2 separate regions of the Macaca mulatta genome follow, and region 2 is linked to region 1. Evidence: chromatin contacts called from public Hi-C data. All regions are on one chromosome and are shown on one strand. The core of a region is the stretch at or near the end of the contact, and the rest is flanking DNA. Distances in the headings are between cores, read along the strand shown. Region 1 overlaps PTK7 (protein tyrosine kinase 7 (inactive)). Region 2 holds the start of PTK7 (protein tyrosine kinase 7 (inactive)).

Region 1 (6,139 bases), core at 1,090-3,589:
CTGGACCGTGGGAAGTGCATCTTATCACTTGTGCTGTGGCGTTTGTTGGTGGCCGTGGGGCCAGAGCCCAAGCTGGTCAAGGCCACTTCCTCTTGGATCTCTGCTGAGGGCTGCCCGTTCTGCAAAGGCCCACCTGGGAAGAAGGAGGACAGGAGCGTCACGATGAGACCTGACACTCTGGCCACCACGGGGATTTCTGTTCTGTCCCCTGGTCTTCCACTCTTGACAACTTGGGTCCAATCACAATACTCCACATGAAGGGGCAAGCCCAAATGATAAAATGATGGGGCTGGGGCTGGGTGGGGGAAGTATGGGCATCCCCTAGGGTATGACCCCTTAGTGATGCAGCTGATTACAACTTCTGAGATGAAGCCAACTGCAGACGTCTAATCTGAATCACTGGTCCCTGAATACCATAGCTACACATAAGGATTGTTGCTTTCATGGGGCCTCCTATTGGGCAAAGTCCTAAACAGGCACAAAGGGAAAATCACAATAATGGAGACCCAACCCCTGTTCCTGAACACCTGAGCTGATAGGAGACCCAGTAATGACCTCAGGGAGCTCCCAGTCCAGGGAAGTGGGGATAGGAGAAGGGAAGTAAACGGAAAGCCTGCCCTTGGGGGAACTCTTAGACTCATGGGGGGAAACAAGACGTGCAACAGCAACATGTATACGTATACTAATGATATCTGTGGTTTCCTGCTGGGAGTAGGAAACAGCAGGGAATCATAGGAAGCTGGTCCCAGGGGCTCCAATGAAGAAGTCTCAAGCCAGGTTGCTCAGAAGCCGAGGCCCTGGGAATCAGCCAACTCCAGGCTTCCCACTAGGGGTGTGGCAGCCCCAGCTCCAAGATCCAGCAACAGCCACTCGGTTTCCTGAGGGCTGGCGCTCTCCCCTCCGTGGCCGCGGGAGGGCGCTCAGCTCCTACACACGGGTACCACCTCCCCCTCCAGGGCCCCTCACCGTTGAGGCATTCCATCTCTGGCTCCTCGCCCTCGGGCTGCTTCTGCAGCCGCTTGGCTTTGCAGCGCTTCTTGCAGTAGAACATGAGACCCAGCACGGCGATGATGTAGGCCACAGCGGCACCCACCGACAGCCCAATGGTCTGGATCATCTTGTAGGGGGGAGGGCTGCCAGGGCCCTCCGACTCCTCCGGCACAGGCTTGTCTGAGAAACACACACATGGGTCTGGGCAGGCGCTGCTAAGCAAAACAAGCCCTGCTTCTCCACTAACTCCTCCCAACCCCATCAACGGGACAACAGATGGCCCGGGAGGGTCACCACCTTCACTGGCTTTAACAAGGGCCAGCAGGTCCTCATGCCCCACTGAGGTCAAAGGAAGACTCTGAAGGAGATGAGGCCAGGGTTCCCAAGCTGGCTCTGCATCGCAAGTCAAGGCAGGCGACACAGATACGCACACCTGTCAGGGAGCCACCACAAACCCACGCTATTTGTTAAGAAGCTTCCCGGCCGGGCGCGGTGGCTCAAGCCTGTAATCCCAGCACTTTGGGAGGCCGAGGTGGGTGGATCACCAGGTCAGGAGATCGAGACCATCCTGGCTAACACGGTGAAACCCCGTCTCTACTAAAACATACAAAAAATTAGCCGGGCATGGTGGCGGGCGCCTGTAGTCCCAGCTACTCAGGAGGCTGAGGCGGGAGAATGACGTGAACCCAGGAGGCGGAGCTTGCAGTGAGCTGAGATCACGCCACTGCACTCCAGCCTGGGCAACACAGTGAGACTCTGTCTCAAAAAAAAAAAAAAAAAAAAAAAAAGAAGCTTCCCAAGGGACTTGATAATGTAAGCCAGGCCCCGAGAGCAACATTTGGGAGTTTCAGGTTTAGAATTCCAGGCACTGCCTGGCACAGAGCAGGTTTTTCAATGAACAGATCTGTAGAAGGGATCTGCTGGTCTAGAGACCTTTCAATGGCCCCCACCGAGGGGTCTCAAGAGGCATTGGGGGAATGAAGGGAGAGAGAACATGCAGGATCCCCCCACTGCCACACACACCCCAGTGGCTCCCACCAAGGGGCCTCCTCACTTCATTTTCATCCATTTAAACTTTCACATTATACTTTGTCTAGAAAAATAATGCTGCCAAACCAAGAAAGTTTGAGAGCTTCTCATTTAAACCACCTTCACCTGTGGATGTAGAAACAAGTCCCCAGAGGAGAAATAAGTCTCCCAGGGGCACAGAGTTAAGTACAGGGCCTTTTACTGGACCCATCATTCTCTCTGGGCCTCCTGGAGAAAAGAACCTTGTCCTACTGCATTCTGACCTGGTCCTGCTCCCCAGCCACCCAGAGGTATGTGTGGCTGCTGCAAGAACCTGGGAGGCAGCACTGTAGGAAGAGAACACCCTCCCCTGCAACACACACACACACCCACCGACCATGGGATGTTAAATAAACGACAGCCCGGCTCTGAGCAAGGACTCTAAGACTGTGCAGTGGCATGGTGAGACAGCCGAATCCCCTCCTCTGCCACAAAAATGGCTTCTGTGTCATGTTCTGTACACAGGGGCTGACTGAGTACAAGGTGACAAATGTCTGGGTCTACCACTTCCTGTGCAGGACACCCCTCCCCAGCCCATACCCACGACATAGAGGGGGGCCTCCGTGTGCTTGATGTTGCAGCTGTTGCCTGCAATGCAGGTGTAGCGGCCTGAGTCCTCAGGGGCCACGTCGTGGATCACCAGGGAGCCATTCTGGAAGATGTGCATCCTGCCAGGGGAGAAGCCACAGCGCTGGCCAGCTCGCAGGGAGTGGGCACTGCAGGAGAGGAGGGGCGGGTATGGGAGGGAGGCAGCCCTACCTGGGTCCCAGCTTGGTGGGGTCCAGGATGCGGTCCTTGCCCTTCCACTGAATCAGTGGCTTAGGGTCCCCCTGGGCCTCACACTGCAGCAGGGCTGTGTGGCCCTGGTACACAGTCGTGCGCTCTGGCTCTACTTTGAAGGTGATAAAAACTGGAAGGAAAGAGACCAGCGAGGGGCAGGGAGGAGTGAGCCAAGGGGCTGGCAGGGTACATGGTGCTACCCTAAAGAGCCCTCCCAGCTGAAGGGCCCTGCCACGGTCGCACCTGCCACAGTGAGCTGGACATGGGCACGAATCTGGCCCTGTGGCCCATTGGAGGCAATGCAAGTGTAGTTGCCAGCGTCATCTCGAGTCACCCGGGCAAAATGTAGGGTCCCAGCGTTGTCTGTCACCCACTCTGGAAGGCTGCTCCCATCTGCAGGAGTAACAAAGGGAAATTATGGAAAGGATCAGGGTTACACAGATGGCTGACAATGCCTCAGTCCCTCACCTCGACTCCAAAACACAGGCAAAGTCCAAACTCCTCAGCCAGGTGTTAGAAGCCCCCCGTTATTTACCCCCTTCCAATTCTTCAGTCTCACCTCTTCCTCCTATTGCCCTGTGTGACATTTCACTTCTGCCAAACCAGACTCTGTTTGGGCCCAGATTGGCCCTGTCCCTACCCCGCTGCCTGTCACTTCTCCCTCCTAGAGCCCATTCCCGCTCTTTGCCATCCCAGGCTGTAGATGCATTTTGAGCCTCACCTCTCCCAGAAAGTTCCCCCAGACCTGAGCAGAGGGAGCCTACTTCCTCCTCAAAATCTACAACTCTACTCTCTCACTCTAGGTGGAAATGTCAAAATTGGTCCAACCTTTTAAAAAACAATTTGCCAACTCACATCAAGGGCTATAAAAATGTTCATACCCCCTTTCATGCGTAATTATTCCAATTCTGGGAATCTTTCCCAAAGTAAATAAACCTAAATCCAGAAAACTTTGGCTTAAAGATGTTTATTGCAGCCTGGGCACGGTAGCTCAAGCCTGTAATCCCAGCACTTTGGGAGGCCGAGACGGGTGGATCACGAAGTCAGGAGATCGAGACCATCCTGGCTAACATGGTGAAACCCCGTCTCTACTAAAAAAATACAAAAAAACTAGCCAGGCGAGGTGGCGGGCGCCTGTAGTCCCAGCTACTCGGGAGGCTGAGGCAGGAGAATGGTGTGAACCCAGGAGGCAGTGGAGGTTGCAGTGAGCCGAGATCACGCCACTGCACTCCAGCCTGGGTGACAGAGCGAGACTCCATCTCAACCAAAAAAAAAAAAAAAAAGATGTTTATTGCAGTAATGAAAAAAATGGGGGTGGGTGGTTGGGAGGTTAACAACCCAAATCTCCAACATTTAAGGAACAGTTAAGTAAATTACAGTGAATCTAATCGTTGAAATATTATTAGGATCATCAAAACAAATATTCATGAAGAGTATATAAAGATGTGCGGAAATGCTTGACAATGGTAAGTAAAAGAGGGTATAAAATTACAGTTATAAAAAAACATAAAAATAAACGCTTTTTAAAAATATTTTTTAGCCGGGCGCGGTGGCTCAAGCCTGTAATCCCAGCACTTTGGGAGGCCGAGGCGGGCGGATCACAAGGTCAGGAGATCGAGACCACAGTGAAACCCCATCTCTACTAAAAATACAAAAAATTAGCCGGGCGCGGTGGCGGGCGCCTGTAGTCCCAGCTACTCAGGAGGCTGAGGCAGGAGAATGGCGGGAACCCGGGAGGCGGAGCTTGCAGTGAGCCGAGATCACGCCACTGCACTCCAGCCTGGGCAACAGCGTGAGACTCCGTCTCAAAAAAAAAAAAAAAAAAAAATTTTTTTAAACTACGTAGTTATCTGTATTGTCTACTTCTACAATAAGCATGTCTACAGGCATGCACCACCCATGCCTGGCTAATTTTTTAATTTTTTGTAGAGACAGGGTCTCCCTATATTGCCCAGGTTGGTCTTGAACTCCTGGGCTCAAGCAATCCTCCCACCTCAGCCTCCCAAAGTGCTAGGATTACAGGTGTGAGCTACCACACTTGGCCAATCATGTAAATTTAATAACTGAAACTATATATACAATAAAACTGCTAGGTAAAAAAAGAAAAACATACACACAGAAAAAGAAGACATATACCCAAAGACGATAAATGGCAGGACTGTGCATTTTTTCCACCAACTAATATATTTTTTTTTCTTTTTTTTTGAGACCGAGTCTTGCTCTGTTGCCCAGGCTGGACTACAGTGGCACAATCTCGGCTCACTGCAACCTCCCACATCCTAGGTTCAAACAATTCTCCTGTCTCAGCCTCCCGAGTAGCTGGGACTACAGGCACATGCCACCACCCTTGGCTAAATTTTTTTTTTTTTTTTTTTTTTTTTTGAGACAGAGTCTTGCTCTGTCGCCCAGGCTAGAGTGCAGTGGCGCGATCTCGGCTCACCGCAAGCTCCGCCTCCCGGGTTCACGCCATTCTCCTGCCTCAGCCTCCCAAGTAGCTGGGACTACAGGTGCCCGCCACCACGTCCGGCTAATTTTTTGTATTTTTAATAGAGACGAGGTTTCACTGTGTTTGCCAGGATGGTCTCCATCTCCTGACCTCGTGATCCGCCCACCTCGGCCTCCCAAAGTGCTGGGATTACAGGCTTGAGCCACCGCGCCCAGCCTCTCCCAGTATTTTCTAAAGGAGCCCATGTAATTTTTCTTTTTTTGAGTCAGAGTCTCACTCTGTCACCCAGACTCTAGTGCAATGGCATGATCTCGGCCCACTGCAGCCTCTGCCTGCTTCAGCCTCCTGAGTAGCTGGGATTGCAAGCATGTGCCACCACACCTGGCTAACTTCTGCATTTTTAGTAAAGATGCGGTTTCACCATGTTTGAAACCAGTTTGAGGCTGACCTCAAACTCCTGGCCTCAAGTGAGCCACCCACCTCGGCTTCCCAAAGTGTTGGGATTACAGGCGTGAGCCACTGTGCTCGGCCTCCATGTAATTTTTATGTTGGAAAAGATAAACGATTTTGGAAAGGGAGAAGGGAGGACTTTATAGCATTGTCTGGACCAATCCAATCACTTGTTGCCTTGAGTCGTCTTCCATGTTGTCCAAGGCTGTAATCTGACCTCTTCTGTGTCTGGCTTTTTCCTTCCTAACTCAACTATACATCAGCCCTGCATTGCTTGTCTAGTCTCCACATTTCTGGGCACGGTGCGGGGCCCTCAGGTATGCATCTGATCAGTGGACTGCCCTGCCTGCCCCCACCCTATGCTGGCACTATACCCACCTGCCCGTTCCCACTTAATAGTGGGCT
Region 2 (6,139 bases), core at 1,575-4,074, 65 kb after region 1:
ACCATACTTTATATCCATTGCTTGAGCTCTGTCCACCACTCAATGCTGCTCTGAACACCAGGAGTTTATCATTTGACAAGTGACATGAAGAGCACCCTCGCCCTGCCACCATACTTCCCAACAGCTGAGAAAAGCCATCTCTAATAAAAGCAACTCCTAGGCCTGAATTACAGGCTGCAGAGCCTTGAGGAATCTGCAGACAGCCTATCCCAGAACATGACGACTCAATTTCCCCAAAGAAACAAGAGCCTGGAGGAAAGAAACCAGGGAGGGGGAGGGGAATCGGGATGAGGAAGTGACCACATCTGACTGTCCAAGAGGTTGGGGTTGAGAATCCCAAGTTTCAAACATTAAGCCTCCTCCTCCTCCTCTTCCTCTACCTCCTCCTCTTCCTCCTCCATATCTATTACAACAGCATCTTAAAGTGCAGAAAGTAACTCAGCCATTTATGGCATAATTACCCAGACTTTAAAATGGTCTAATCCACAAACCTAGCCAGCCTAGGTTCCTTACTCCAGCCTTATTAACAGTGGGATCTCACTACAACTCCAGTTAATTACACAAACAATGAGATGGAAAAATCTACTGTGATCTATTAAAAAAATCGTTGCCCCCTGAAATCATGCGTCTGGGGGTGGGTTGAGTCCCAGGATTTCACTAGAAGACAACAGGCACCTCGGCCTCTGCTGAAATTGTTTACAGCACATGGACAGGTTCCACAACAAGGCACATTTGGTGGAACTGATTTAAGGCTCTCATTAAAATGTTTCTTTGTTGAGCACAAGACATCCCCCCACCCCTAAGGAGACTACAGACCTCCTGCCCTAAGCCCTCACTCAGCCTGCCCTAACTTCCCCCAACAGGATCCCCCCCCTCCACACGCACACACTAAACACTAGTCACCAGATTAAGTCAATTAACATCAGAGTCATTTTCTCATGAAAGGAATTTAGGAATTTAGCATTTGTTGAGCAAGAGCCCCATCTTCACCAGAAACTCCCCTTGACTCCAGAACTCTGAACAGCAGCAGTGAAGGCAGCCTCACTGGGCAGACCCACACACCAAAACCCAACCAGAAGAGCCAGGAGGCCTGTGAGCTCGGGCTGCTCGCCCAGATGGCTGGGCCCCCATCCTGGCTGTGCAAAAAAGTTCCATACTTCCTCTGGGAGCAGATGTGGATTCTGCCACGAGCAATAACCACCAAACACATCACAAGAAACACGGGGCAACTCCAAACACCTCCTCCAAATCCCTGGAGCTTACTCTCTTTCCTGGGTTACATTTACCTCTCGTTTTACAACTGGGCGCAGGGAAGATGTTGATTCCACCAGCACCAAAACCCCTCCACAGCTGGCAGGCCAGAAAGGTATTAGAAAGGCAGTTCCCTACCCATGCTGTTCCCATTGCCACCTTCAAAGGAGGTGGGAAGTGATCACCTAGGACAGGTCTTCTGGACAGAGCTCCCCAAGAGAAAGCTGCTTCGAGGACCACCAAAGAGTGTTTTGGAGGCTGGGGGGCTTTATTTTCAGTCCGGGCTGTTTGGGATGGGCGGGTGGCTTGATGCTTTCCTGTAAGGCACTTCGACACCTCAGTGGTGACTCTTAGGTGTGACCAAGCCAGGAAATAAAAGCTGCGGGAGTTGGGGGGGAGGGCGGTGCTGTCTGCCTGGTGATGAGGGCCACACCCGCGTTAAAATACTAAGGCCCCCCAAGAAAAACCTGAATGAGTTCTTTTTGCTTTTCTGTCCTTAGAAAGATTTCCTTTCCTCTGTGAGGACAGCCAGGATGGAAATCCAGGAAGGAGCAGAACAAACCCCGTCCGTACCTTTGCAGCCAGGCCATGCCCGATTTTGGCAGCGGCCTTCACACATTAGTCACCGCGACAGCCTGGGACCCTCGGATCCCCGGATTCGGCCCTGGCACGGAGAGGGCGCAGGGTTCCAGACCAGTAACTAGAAGCCATGGGGCGGCCCCTAATTCTTCCCTTCTTCCGCCCTCACCCGCAGGGCCATCTGGGGTCCCGGCTTTGCCCAGGAACTTGGAGGAGGGAAGCCGGGAGCGTCGGGTCAGCGTAGGTAACAAAGCTCCGCGCTTTGCGCGCCGCAGGTCTGTCCGGCATCGGGCCCCAAACCGGCCACTCTTACCTGGGCTGACCCTGCCGGGTGGGGTGGGGGGCTCCCTTTTCCCCTTCGCACCCCCCACGGGGGGTGCGGGTGGTCTTTTCTCCCCCGACAAGAAACTCCCCATCTGGGCCCGAGAGCCGGCAACTCTCGGCAGTTCTCGAGCAAACTCTCGGCTCAGACCACAAAAACTCAGTGAGGCTGGAAATGCGTCCCCGCGGCGCGGGTGGGAGGGGGACCTGACCGAGTCCCTGGAGGCTTCGTCAGCCTCCCGGCCCCTGGGTTCCTTGCGCCCTTCCGCCGCGAGCCTGCACCCCCAGCGAGCCTCTCCACCACTCCAGGGCCGCTCCAGCCGCCCAAACCCACCTCCCCAGGTGCAGCTTTTTGCCCACGGGCACTCCCGCGCTTCCCAAGCTCTGCGCCCTCAGCTCTCGGGGACTCACCGCCCAGCAGCGGCAGCAGCAGGACGCTGAGCAGAGGCAACCGGCGGGGTCTGGCCAGGGATCCCCGTGTAGCTCCCATCGCGGCCGGCTCGGGAAAAGGAGCTGAGGGCGCACAGCGGGTGCGCAGACTGCGCTCCGCGGCGGGCACAGAAGACAGAGCGCACCGGAGCGCGGGCGCCGCAGCAGCAGCCGCAGCCGGAGCCCGACCCCGAGGCGTCCCGAGCCGGAGCCGCGCGCGCCCGGTACCTCGGAGTCCTCGCGCGCCGCCGCCGCTGCCGCCGCCAAGCCCCGCCCCACGACGCCCCCTCCCCTCCGGCCCCCGCACGGCGCCCCGCCCCCTCGACGCCCCCTCCTCGCCGAGACGGGGAGGAGCTCAGTAGGGGGAGGGGTCTGGAGAGGGATGGAGAACAGAGAGAGCAAGGCTCAGGAGAGCGCAGGGGACCTGAGAGGGGTAGGGGAGTATTTGTTGTACCTACCACTGACTCTGCAGGGATCCGGGAGAACCTAAGTGACTTGTGAGATGCCGTGGACCCTGGGGAGAATGGCCCATTCTGTGCATACCTGGAGGCTCTGGCCAACAGTTCCCCCAGAATTCTCCAAGTGGGGGCAGCGGAAGAGGTGGGCCCCACCCACTCTTCAGCAACCCAAAATCTTACAGGCAGACCCAGAACAGCACGGTGTCCTTAATGTCCCCCAGCAGAGTAACCTGAAGATGCTGTGTAGCCCGGAGAGGGGCTGAAGGGTGCATGACTGGGGTCTGGTTTGGCTCTAGACCAATCTGAACCCAAAGGTAGAAACACGCTGGGTTCTGAAAGCCAGGCTGAAGGCTGCTAAACTGACAAATTCATCCCAAGTCCATCTCCAGGCAGTCTGGGCTGTGTCAGGGTATGGCCAAGTCTCCAGCTGTGGGGAGGCCCAGCACAACCCTTGTTCCAGGCACCCCCCACCCCCCGCGCCACCACCCCCACATTCTTTCTTTGTTGTGAAAGCAGCAAGGGGTGTAGGAGGCGGGTCAGGAGGAGTCAAGCTTTAGAAGATGGGCCCCAGCTGCTGCTCAGGCCTCCAAGATATGCTGAGAGGGGATGGATAGTGCCTTGTCTCCCCTCTGGCTCCGGAGGGCCCCCCAGGCCTGCTTAGTCCTCCCTTCCCCCAAGCAGCTGGGAGAACGAATGGCAGCCACAGAGGGCCTCACAGCCAGGAGAAGTGGCGCCAGGACTCCAGGGTCCTGCCACATGGCCACCACATGTCCCTGACAACCCAGTCCACAGCACCTTTTCCTTGGGTTGTGGGCCTCCTTCTTCCCCATCCCCCAGATGCCTTCCTACAGGCCCTGCTGGAGATGATACAAACAAGGGGAGGAAGAGAAGAGAGATCCAAGAATCAACACTCCTCCTGCTGCCCCATCCATCACTGCACCTCACCCTCTGTGAAGGGCCCCAACACAAGCCCTGCTTCATACCCTCTTCAATCAGGACTCAAGTCGCAGAAAGGTTACCTGATTCTTTTATTTAAGAAAAGTGAAATACATGGACCTGAAGTGAGACAGCAGAGGGAGGGAATAAGAGCGGCCAAGGCAAGGCAGCTTGGCTGGCCAGCCCTCAACCCTCTGACTGAAAAGCCAGCAGCAGGCTGCATCTCTGAGGGCCATACCTGCTTTGTACCCACCTTGGGGGCCTCAGAGCTAGCTACTCTAGAGGACCACAGGGTGCGGAGAGGGTGTCCTGAGGGTCCTTCCTAAGAGGGATTCCTGAGGAGGGAGCTGAAACCCTAAGGGCAGCAGCAATCTTCTGGTTAAACTGCTCCCCTTCACTGTCCCACCTAGGGGTGGGGAAGAGCCAGGAGCAATGGGGAATGCTGTGAGGGCTATAGGGGTAGGGGGACCCAGCAGACCTGGGGACTGGGTTGAATGTCAGCTGCTTGAAGAGAGATCCATGGAGCTGGCACTGAGGCCCCGGGAGACCTGAAACAGACAACACTACCTCATCAGTTCAGGGACCTCAGCCTCCCAAAGACTGTCTCCTGGAGTCCATCCATCCAATGGCCACAGTGTATCTCTGGACCTAGGATCACATCCATCTCTGGACCAGTCTATCTCTGGACCTGGGACTTTGTTTAGCCTCTGCTAGGGTTTTCCAGAAGGCCACAATCTGGTGGAGAAGCTCTCTGGAAGAACCACATGAATACTGGCATATACTCTGAGTGTGTTCATATAAGAAGTCATTTGCCATTAAAATATCATTACTGTTTTCTCAGATGGGGATTATTTAATGCTTTTCTTTTTCCATTCTCATCTACTATGAAGGTAGCCGCAGGATGAAAAAATGAGTATCTACAAATAATTCTTAAATTATTCATAATTCCAAAGTACCAGTTTAAAGAATATTCCTATTTCCCTCCTTATTAACTTATTTGCTACTATGTCTGGCCTGAAACTGTCCGTTGGTGGTCATCACTCACCACAAGCTATCTGCCTGATTCCTTAATAACTGCAATCCCCTGGCTCATCATTATCCCAGATGACTCCTCTCCCCACTTCCCTTACTCCACTGGGCTTGCTCACTGGCTGTTCTTTTTTCATCACCCACCAATATGCTCACAAGCACTGCTCTCACCTGGAGGGGTGCTGCACTAGGTTGGTTCAGATAGTTCAAGGAGGCTGCTCGCTTCATGTTGCTGCTGCAATGGAAAATGGAAGAAATGAGGCCTCCTCTCTTCCTCCTGAGTGGCCTTAAAGCTGTGGGCCTCTTGAGCACTGCCACACAAAATCAAATCACTGCCTCCCCTCTATCCCCTCCCCCAACTTTTCTTATCTGCCTCAGGAACCAGTATCTCAGCTACCTTCATCCCCCAAGTTGGGGCACCCATTCTACCCAAACTCTCTCTCCATGGCTGTCCCATTGACTTCCTCCCTGTTTCTCTCCAAGATACCTCTCCAGAGATCAGGGGCCAAGAGGAGTTGGAGGCAAGGGCTTACTTTACTTGCCTGCTTTACCATATCTTTTTTTTTTTCTTTTCTTTTTTTTGAGACAGAGTTTCACTTTTGTCGCCTGGGATGGAGTACAATGGCATGATCTCAGCTCACTGCAACCGCCACCTCCCAGGTTCCAGCAATTGTTCTGCCTCAGCCTCCCAAGTAGCTGAGATTACAGGCACCCACCAGCACGCCCGGCTAATTTTTGTATTTTCAGGAGAGATGAGGTTTCACCTTGTTGGCCAGGCTGGTCTCGAACTCCTGACCTCCGGTGATCCACCCGCCTCGGCCTCCCAAAGTGCTGGGATTACAGGCTTGAGCCACAGCACCCAGCCACTTTACCATATCTTGACTTCCATGTGTACCTGGAAGGCCGAGGCTCAGTCCCCTGGAGCTTCCTCACCAGGATTTCACTGCTTCTGCGGAGCACATCCCGGATCTTGCCCAGAGAGCCACTCCTCTGCAGGGTCCCACTGCCATCCTGGCAGAAAGGGGTGAGCTATGAAAGCTACAGGGATCCCACACAGATGGGTTTCTGAGTCTAGTCCCAGCATTTATTCTGCACACATCCCCCACCCCCAAGGCCCAGTGACTGAAAATAAAAGT

The links. A called contact is a pair of places that touch in the nucleus more often than the background predicts.
Region 2: a contact with region 1 is called in a Hi-C map of CD4 T cells, with 5 times the contacts expected there. The contact joins the promoter of PTK7 here to the enhancer-like site in region 1. A contact is called at or near these places in 4 of 14 Hi-C or Micro-C datasets (CD4 T cells, blood, fetal cortex germinal zone and 1 more).

Annotation. Positions count from the first base shown.
Region 1 is chr4:138,985,227-138,991,365 of T2T-MMU8v2.0, forward strand. It overlaps PTK7 (protein tyrosine kinase 7 (inactive)), which reads right to left. Exons shown (of 20, transcript NM_001261579.1): 10 at 6,113-6,139; 11 at 3,082-3,231; 12 at 2,818-2,968; 13 at 2,599-2,726; 14 at 967-1,170; 15 at 1-133. It also overlaps a transcript of MEA1 not described here. Among named protein-coding and RNA genes, the nearest start is that of SRF, 29 kb to the left of the region's middle. Within about 2 kb of position 2,340, at least 16 of the 40 cell types and tissues checked have an H3K27ac peak or open chromatin away from gene starts, as enhancers often do. A contact at or near this core is called in CD4 T cells, where this site is marked.
Region 2 is chr4:139,049,916-139,056,054 of T2T-MMU8v2.0, forward strand. It overlaps PTK7 (protein tyrosine kinase 7 (inactive)), which reads right to left and starts at 2,825. Exons shown (of 20, transcript NM_001261579.1): 1 at 2,563-2,825. The coding sequence starts at 2,641. It overlaps KLC4 (kinesin light chain 4), which reads right to left. Exons shown (of 16, transcript XR_013416388.1): 14 at 5,899-6,014; 15 at 5,175-5,238; 16 at 4,050-4,522. It also overlaps a transcript of MEA1 not described here.